Linked DNA regions of Sus scrofa: all the other regions are linked to region 3. Evidence: chromatin contacts called from public Hi-C data. All regions are on one chromosome and are shown on one strand. Each heading gives the region's core, a stretch centred on a gene start, on an enhancer-like site or on the middle of the called end of the contact. The rest is flanking DNA. Distances are from core to core; before and after follow the strand shown.

Region 1 (2,914 bases), core at 299-2,798, 1.1 Mb after region 3:
GCTGGGATAACGCCCATGAATTGAAGACAACAAATTTAGTCAACAATGCAAAATTGTCTTCTTTTAAAAAAAAAGAAGCCCAGATCCAGCGTTGCCATAAGCTGCGGTGTGTGTCACCAATGCACCTCAGATCCCGCATGGCTGTGGCTGTGGCGGAAGGCAGGGAACTCAGCTCTGATTGGACTCCTAGCCTGAGAACCTCTGTATGCCACGGCTTGGCTCCGAAAAGACAAAAAAAGAGGAAGCCCAGGTAGAGGTGGAAGTCAGGCTAGAAGAGAAAAGTTGTGACACTCTGTAATGTTACTGCAAAGTTAAATCTCTCTGAGTGGAAAAAACATTCTAGAAGTAGAAACTGAATTTTCGTGAAAATATGCACTCCCTAGGGATTTTAACATCTTGGACTTCCCAAGCTGTGCTGGGGAAGTGAAAACTTGTGAGGAGCAAAACATCGGGGAATTTTTATTTGCAGCCATAAGTTATCCCATATGGTTGGAGAGTGATTTCTTATACGATGCATAGGAACTTGAATTAACGTGGCTGTTTATTGCAAGAAGAAAGAAAGAAGAGATGGGTGGGCTGGATTTCTGCATCATCCTGAGCAGGCAGTAGAGGCAGCAGCAAGTCGTCTCAAGTCAGAAGAGTCTTAGGTGGCTGAAAAGTGATGGTAACAGTGATAGTGGGATAAAGCAATAGGATGGAAGGGAGACGAACAAGTGGAAAAGCAATGTAAGCGATCACCAACCAACAGGCAATGCACAGTAATAATACTCAGGCAAGGGAGAGGGAGGAGATGAGGGAAGAGGAAGTTGGTGTCAAGGAGATAATTCAAAGGCAAAGAAGGGGCATTTAGGCAAGCTATAAACAGGTGGAGGAGGTCCTTGACTATTACAGAGGAAAATCAAGGCAGCGTTAAAAAGGATAAAACAAGCAAAGGTGCAGAATGAATGCAAGATAAATTACATGAGGTTGAAACAAAGACATTTTGAAGTCTGTAAGGAACAAGAGGTCAGAGAAATGGCAAGAGAAATTTACAGCCAGCAGAGGCGAAAAAAATAATAATTAAATGAATTCTCTGCCTGAGTGTTCACAGAGGACAAGGCAGATGTGAGGAACAGGCATAAATTTCCAGAAGGAAGAAGAAGAAATGTTTAAAGAAATCAAGATCAATAGTAGAACCAGCCATCGAGAAATTGGAAGGTCCCCAAGACTTAGAAATTCTCAGAGGGCAAAACTGGCCTCCAGCCCAGAGCCTGAAGGGACATGGGTCTCTGGACTCTTCACACAGAACTTTTGCAAAACTAGAAGGGAAAGGCAAGAGCAGTCCTGCAGAGGCGACAGGACAGCCATTGGGGGTGATCCAGGAGCCATTCCTGGGTGACCATGTGACAAGGCCTAAATGCAGATGAGGGGTGACACCCAAGCCCTTCCTCATGACTGGCATTTTCCCTTTAAAAAGCAGTTGTCAGTCAGGGCTAGTGGCAGTAATAAAATGGCTGGCATTTGGACACTCTCCCAAGGCCAGCTGTTCTCACCCCGGCCTTTAGCTGTGGCACCAACAATCTGTTGACTAAGTGAGCACAGCGCCTTTTGACGCTTGGGCTCCAGGAAGTCTCCCCTGATGTGCTTCCAGGGAGAAGGTTCACACCAAGAAGAGCAGGGTGTCTCTGGGAATTTGACTCACGGCTGAGGTTGGGTCCTAACTTCACTTCTCATTCATGTCACGTTGTTGCTTTTTTTGCATTTTAGGGCCGAAGCCATGGCATATGGAAGTTCCCAGCCTAGGGGTTGAATCAGAGCTGTAGCCGCTGGCCAACACCACAGACGCAGCAGTGCCAGATCCAAGCCGCATTTGCAACCTACATCACAGTTCACGGCAATGCCAGATCTTTAACCCACTGAGCAAGACCAGGGATTGAACCTGCAACCTCCTGGATACTAATCTGCTGAACCACAATGGGAACTCCCTCATTCATATCATATTTTCTACTCCAACTCTCTTCCTGTCTCACTTTTAAATTTCTTTCTTTAATTTCACTGTATTGTAAACATCTTTGCAAGCCACCTTAAATGCTTTTGGAAAACAGCTGCAAAAGTAAGAAGGCTCAAAGAAAGAAGGAAAGAGGAGAGAGGAACAGAGGGGGAAGGGGAGGGATGAGAGGGAAATCGTGGGTTCACTTCTCAGGGGATGTGATGGAACAAAGACGAAAAGCATTTACCTGAATGGGGAAGAAAAATGGGTTGGAAACAGGAAAAAAATCACCCAATGAGACTTTACTTCTACCTGTTAACAGTTCTGTGACTTTGGTTAAATCACATAAGCTCTCTCAGGCTCAGACTTCTCAAAAGGGGATAATAATGCCATCTTTATGGGAACAGAGAACTGATTAAATAAGATGAAGGGGGGAGTTCCCGTTGTGGCTCAGTAGGTTAAGAACCTGACATAGTGTCCATGAGTATGCGGGTTCGATCCCTGGTCTCCAACAGTGAGTTAAGGATCCGGTGTCACCACAAGCTGTGGCATAGGTCACAGTTGTGGCTTGGATACAGCATTGTTGTGGCTGTGGCATAGGCTGGCACCTGCAGCCCTGATTCGACCCCCTAGCCTGGGAACTTCCATATGGCACAGGTGCAGCCCAAGACCAAAAAAAAAGATGGAAGAGTCAACTAAGCTGTGGGAAATGAAGAAAGGATCTGTAAAATAGGGCTGCTTAGGAAACATCCAGGGAAAGGGAGAAAAAGAAATATGATGGGAAGAAGGTCTCTGATGGTTCAGAAGGGAAGTTTGAAAGGGTAAAACTAGAGAGAAAGAAGCAAGCCATTAGCAGATTGACACTTGGCTTTGAAGAGAGTCCTGGGAGACAGGTCACTAAGCTAGTGAGAGAGAAAAGGAGCTAGACACTGAACCAAAACAGCA
Region 2 (2,833 bases), core at 313-2,812, 1.1 Mb after region 3:
CTTCTTGTCTGCCAGGCTGGTGGCTGGAAAAACATCTGTTACACATTTTAATGGGGTGGGTGGGTCTTCTGAACACATCACGTGATGCCGTAACCCAAAAGAGTGATGTAAATGATAGGGAAATTTAGAGATCACAGCTGGCCAGAAACAAAATGTGACATTGGCCCTTTAAGGCTTTGTCCTTCTGACCATTCCAGGTTCCTAATCCTCCTGCCAAGTGGGCTGGAGGCCAAAATATTTCTTAACTTTGCATTTATTTCAGGGTGTTAATCTCATAGGCAACCAACTCCTATTTAATAAACTCAAAACTCCCCAGGCCCTCCCCCTCAGGGATGCCTGCGTCTGTTCTCCCAGAGGCTCAGCATACATGTGCCTGCCCCTGTCTTTTCCTGCCTGCCCAGGGTGTTGACACAGCAGTGTCAGGACATCACGCAGCTGTCATCAGCCCCATGCCACAGATGGTCCCTCAATTATGCATCCCCCTTCCCAGGGCGCCTGCCTTGGCCACTCGAGCAGTCTACCTGCCACTGAGTTTCACATGGAACTCCAGAGGCCAGGAGGAGAAGCCAAGTGGCATGGGCTTAAGAACCTTTCGCTCCAAGGCGGGCTGGCAGAGGGAGTGGATTCCCCAGCCCTTCCTCAGCCCCATTTTTAATCACTAACCAAGGAAGGTAATGAGAACGTACTTGAATTACAAAGATTCCCATTTATTACTCTGGCCGCCCCTCCACAAAGCCTCCCTTTGGCAAAAACAGATCACTATTGACACTTTTAGAAGGCCCTGGGCCCCTCTCAATTATTGGCCTAATCTCTGCCTGCTCTGAAAGCAGAATTCTTTCCTAACTAGATTTTTTCAAAAGTTAAGAGGCTACTCTCTGCTTTCTTCAGCAGAAAGACTTGGTGAGCTAATGTTGGTATGTTTCATGGCCTCCGCAGCATCTGCAGGATGTGGAAAGAGAAGAAACAAACCAGATGTTTCCAAAAGGTAGCTCCACTAAGCCTTCTTAACATAATTATTGCAATAGTGTATCCGCATTTTATGGTCCCGCTTCTCTCTTGATACCTTGGGAACTTTTCCTGGAGAAATCCAAACCAGTAGATCTGAGTTCCCTCTAAACAGATTTGCAACCTTAAAAAAAAAAAAAAAAAAAAAAAAGAGAGAGAAAGAAAGAAAAAAAATTTGACATATATCCCCCATTAAATCCAAATTTCCTTTATCAAATTTTCGAAGGGAAAAATAGATTAAGGACATGTAGATATTTATCTCAGCCTTCAACATTTACACTCATTTGGTTAATTAGCACTTAATTACACTGTCAAAGGGGAAAATTTTACCACGGGGCGCGGGCAGACCAATGCCCTCCCTTCAGCCCCTCACTTCTGCCGAGAGAGAGGCCAGACCTCTGCTCCGAGCCAACTCCTTCCTCACGAAACATTCGTAATGATTACTTGACAAGGACTGTAGATACAAAATTGTGCAATGGAGAGCTATCACTCACGGGGGCCACGCTGAGGTTCTCAAGCTGGAGCAACAGTGCCCCCCAAAGCAAGCAGTCAGAAACATCCTGAAAGGCAACACGGGTCTGCCCAAACTTCTATTTTCTGCTTCATAAGCCAGGGAGCTATTTTAAGAGTTGCTGGCCGAAAAGCAGGCTCTATTACAACCAGACAAGCATTCCAACCAAGCTGGGGAGCCTCCGCTGGAAGCGGAGAATGTTTCCACCTATTCTAACTCAGACGCCGAGAATTCTCCGCGGAGAAGAGGGGGGTGGGGAGCAGGAGAGACACAGTAGAAAATCGGAAAACTTCAGAAGTCTGCCGAACTCAAGGGAACAAAGTCTAACTCAATTAATGCATAAATCTTATTAAGCGAAATGCAGCTGAATAGAGTCATTTGTCATCAGAGTTTCTCCATCTTGTAACAAATGGCAATATTTGGGGGTCTCACGGGTTCTCTGCCAAGGGGAAGACGTCATTAAAGCTGCTGGAAAATAATAGTATTCGAATTAGTTTAATTATGATGTGATGAATTATCAAAGCATTTTTTAAAAACAATATGCAATTAGCCTTTTTTTTTTTTAAGCCAAAGACTGTTTTCCAAAACAGGAAATGAAGCATAACACCCTTAATTTCATCGTTGGGGCAAAGTCCTAGACACCCTGATGCAGTGGTACAATGAGCATGTAATGAAACCAACTGTCCCCGCTCCAGCAACGCCCTTTGTGCATTGACTAGAAGGGCTTTTGGCTCCAAGAGTGGAAACTGCATTAAGCCAGAGCCTAACCCAAATTTTCTCTTTCAAGTTCTAAGCCCTGTTTTCTATTTTCCTTTATATCTTGGATAGGGTCACCCTATAAGAAATGAAATCTCACATTCCTGAAAGACAGTGAACTGATGAGGTCATATCAGCCTGCTTGGCTTTTATACTGCTCTTGAGGGTATTGCAAGGGGAAAAATAATAATAATAATAATGTGGTATTGGAAAAAGGGAATGAAAATGAGGACGCCTGAACATCAAACTTTTAAAACCAAACTGTATAATCAACAACACAATCGGATAAGCACCATCAGGAACAACCCCTCCCACTCCTTCACAAAAAACCACAAAGAGACCCCCAGCCACCATACTCCCACCAGAACAGCTAAAATTAAAATGGCTGATAAAACCAATGAGAGAAAATTAAAATTCTCATGCATCTTCAGTCAGAGCATTAATTGGTACAACCACTTTGGAAAACTGTTTGATGGTGTGTATTAAATATATAAATCCTAAGACCCAGCAGTTCTGTCCCTGGGTGTGTATCTAACCTAGATGGGCATATGTGTCAACCAA
Region 3 (2,834 bases), core at 177-2,676:
GACGAGTACAGTGTCGGGGCTGAAGGCTGGCAAGGCTCAGATACTGGGCTTTTTGAAAACCCCACTATTAGGGGGAGGTGGGCGTTGACTCCCGCGAAGTATTAAAAGAAGCAATACTTGTCACTTAAGGAAGTACGTGCGCTTGGTGGAACCTGATTCCAGATCTAAGTTCTGATGCTCGCTCTGTGTCCCCAGTTTCTCAAAAGCTCACTTAACAGAACCTTAAGCCCTATTTGTCGGACCGATGCAAATTATCTTTTGGTTTGCGCATTAAGAGTTGACTTCAGTACATTTTAGGGCTCCTATTCTTTTCTAAACAACCTTCGCGGATAGGAGCACCCAATCTTTCTCAAAACTCTTCCCCTTACCTAACCCCCCTCCCTACCCCCCACCTTTGGGGTGAAGGTGGGTCGGCAACTGGTGGAGTGTAATGAGGGTAGGGGTGCCGGGAGTGAGGGGCCCTCTACTTTGGGGGAGTCAGCCTTTTGGCCACCATCAGGGCGGGAATCAGGACTGGCAGTTTGCATTCCCGGCAGATCGAAGCTCCCTGCTGATCGATTATTTGATAATTGATTTTCCCCGCAGCCAATGCGCGGCCGCCTTGGCGGGAGCGCCTCCTGATTGGCCGAGCCCTCCTCCCCGGCTGCCTACCGAGATTTGGGTGAGCTCATTTTCCAGTCGACCGCAGGGGGAGTTTTCTGCGAGGTTTCAGCTGGAGGGAGGGGGAAAAAAAAAAAATCCTGTTCCAAGCTGAGCGAGCTGCGAGCCCTGCTCGGGGATGTGAGGTTTCCAGCCCGCTGGTCGAGCTGCTGCGACTGAACCTTCTCGGCAGACCAGGGCTCTGAGGGCAGGAAAATAAAAACGAAAATAGCACCACTAAATATAATAATAAAGGGCAGCCTTAGGGTGGGAGAATAAAGGAAAGGAAATTTTTTTGTTTGTTTAAGCCAGAGAATAGGTGTTTAAAGGAAGAAAGTTAAAATTAGTGGCTGGTTGGAGCCTCTGAGTTGTGCGTAGGGGGCAGCTTTTTGTCTGAAATCTCAATCCCCGGAGTGAATTTCTTTTTCTTTGGCACTGGGAGTTCTCCCTGAGCCTTGTCTGGGGGATTGGAAAGGAGAGTCGGGCGGGAGAAGAGCTGGGGAGGAGAGCGCGGGGCGTCGCCGGGGCAAGAGCAAGGCCGAGGCCGGAGCCCCTCGGCTCCTCGAAGACAAAGGCGGCGCGGCCGTAGCCCCAGCCGAGCGCGCCAGCCCAGCCGCGCCGCGCCCTGGGCGCACGGCCGCCTCTCCCAGAGCAAGTCGGAGAAAAAGCCTCCCTCCTCGTCTCCCTGGCCTCGGCTCCACCCGCGAGGTCTGGGCTGCTCCGAGCCCGCTTCGGGTTTCGCTTTCTGGCGATCATAAATAGCTTCGTGTTTGTAAACAGGCGCTGGGGGCACATTCCCGGCTCTCGGTTCATTGTTCCCTCCCTTCCTCTCTCACTTCGCGCAGAACGCCGGGGCTGAGGCTGCGGGCCTCCGGGACCAGGAGATGGGGGCGTCCAGATCCCCAAAGTGAGAAAATGCAAGTATTTCCTTTCTTTGGGCCGAGTGTCCACCTCCGACCGCAAAACAACAACAAGAACAACTAGAAGCTGGATCTGCAGAAAGCCCCAGTCATCTCCACCCCACGTTCTCGGGACTCCTTAGCAGAGCCCAGTCTTGCTCCTGCTCCTCCTCATCCTCGCTCCCGGTTTGACTTTTCTACTTGGGGCGTTTGGTTCTAAGAATCCACTACTCTCTGCATCAGCCCTCCTCTGCCCCGCAAAACACTGGCAGACCCCAATAATTTCGAAGAAAGTCAGGAAGTCTATGTGCGGAGTCCTGTGCAAAATAACTCCCGCTACTGCTTGCCCCGCGTTTATTCCCAATTTATTTCAAGAGCGTCAGCTTTGGGGAGAGAGTCTGTAGGGGGAGGGAGAAAAAAGAATACGGAAAATAAAGCCGGCAGCCGGGGGCTACTGCCCGCGCTTGTGCGCGTGTGCCCTGGGTGTGTGGGTGTTTGTGCCTGGGCGTGCGATTTAATGGAGCGCCTCTCTGCCTCTCCAGTGCGGCCAGAGCTCGCTTCGCGCACCCACCCCTGCCTAGGAGCCTACTTGCTGCAGCCCAATGCATTGTGTAAGACGCGACCTGTTATGGCCACCACTACTTCCGGGTTCTAGCATTCTGGTCGGAATCCACCTCTCCGCCTGTGCAACACACACTTTACACACGCACGGGGACTGCAAGCGGGCAGCATCGATCGTGGCTCCTTTAAGACAAACTCAGACAGACATTTTTTTTTTTAACCCTCCTCCTCTAATCTCCCTCCAGTGCAGCAGTTGCAAAGAGGGAGAGAGAGAGAGAAAGAGAAAGAGCAAGCGAGAGAAGAGAGAAACTGATTAGGAATTAGGAGTGATTCAAGGGAAGCGAGCGCTAGGGCTTTGTGCATTTGAATATTAACATTTGAGGTGTTCTGACCAGAAGAAGAGAGAGCGGATGATCATTCATTCACCACGTTGACAACCTCGCCTGTGATTGACAGCCGGAGTGGCAGAAAGCCATGAGATTTGGTAGTTGGGTCTGAGGGGCGCTCTTTTTTTTTTTTTTTTTTTTTTAACTGATTTTTGGGGGAGAGAAGATCTGCATTTCTTTTTTTTTTTTCCTTTTTTCTTTTTCTTTTTTTTTCTTTTTTTTTTTTTTTTTTTTTTTTTTTTGCCCCCGCTGCTGTCTTGGAAACGGAGCGCTTTTATGCTCAGTGAGTCCGGCGCTTTGCTTCAGGTCCCGTAGACCGAAGATCTGGGACCAGTAGCTCACGTTGCTG

The links. A called contact is a pair of places that touch in the nucleus more often than the background predicts.
Region 1: a contact with region 3 is called in a Hi-C map of skeletal muscle, with 5 times the contacts expected there. The contact joins the enhancer-like site here to the promoter of MEIS1 in region 3. A contact is called at or near these places in 7 of 47 Hi-C or Micro-C datasets (alveolar macrophages, embryonic fibroblasts, fibroblasts and 3 more) and 1 of 2 datasets of contacts at active chromatin or transcription factors (skeletal muscle).
Region 2: a Hi-C map of embryonic fibroblasts shows a contact between it and region 3, with 7 times the contacts expected there. The contact joins the enhancer-like site here to the promoter of MEIS1 in region 3. A contact is called at or near these places in 12 of 47 Hi-C or Micro-C datasets (alveolar macrophages, embryonic fibroblasts, epiblast stem cells and 7 more) and 1 of 2 datasets of contacts at active chromatin or transcription factors (skeletal muscle).

The regions. Positions count from the first base shown.
Region 1 is chr3:74,490,190-74,493,103 of Sscrofa11.1, reverse strand. No RefSeq gene overlaps it. Among named protein-coding and RNA genes, the nearest start is that of ETAA1, 250 kb to the left of the region's middle. Within about 2 kb of position 1,548, at least 1 of the 83 cell types and tissues checked has an H3K27ac peak or open chromatin away from gene starts, as enhancers often do. A contact at or near this core is called in skeletal muscle, where this site is marked.
Region 2 is chr3:74,509,365-74,512,197 of Sscrofa11.1, reverse strand. No RefSeq gene overlaps it. Among named protein-coding and RNA genes, the nearest start is that of ETAA1, 230 kb to the left of the region's middle. Within about 2 kb of position 1,562, at least 26 of the 83 cell types and tissues checked have an H3K27ac peak or open chromatin away from gene starts, as enhancers often do. A contact at or near this core is called in embryonic fibroblasts, mesenteric adipose tissue, omental adipose tissue and 1 more, where this site is marked.
Region 3 is chr3:75,624,447-75,627,280 of Sscrofa11.1, reverse strand. It overlaps MEIS1 (homeobox protein Meis1), which reads left to right and starts at 1,426. Exons shown (of 12, transcript XM_013996097.2): 1 at 1,426-1,556. It overlaps LOC106509799 (a long non-coding RNA gene), which reads right to left and starts at 862. Exons shown (of 5, transcript XR_002342631.1): 1 at 1-862.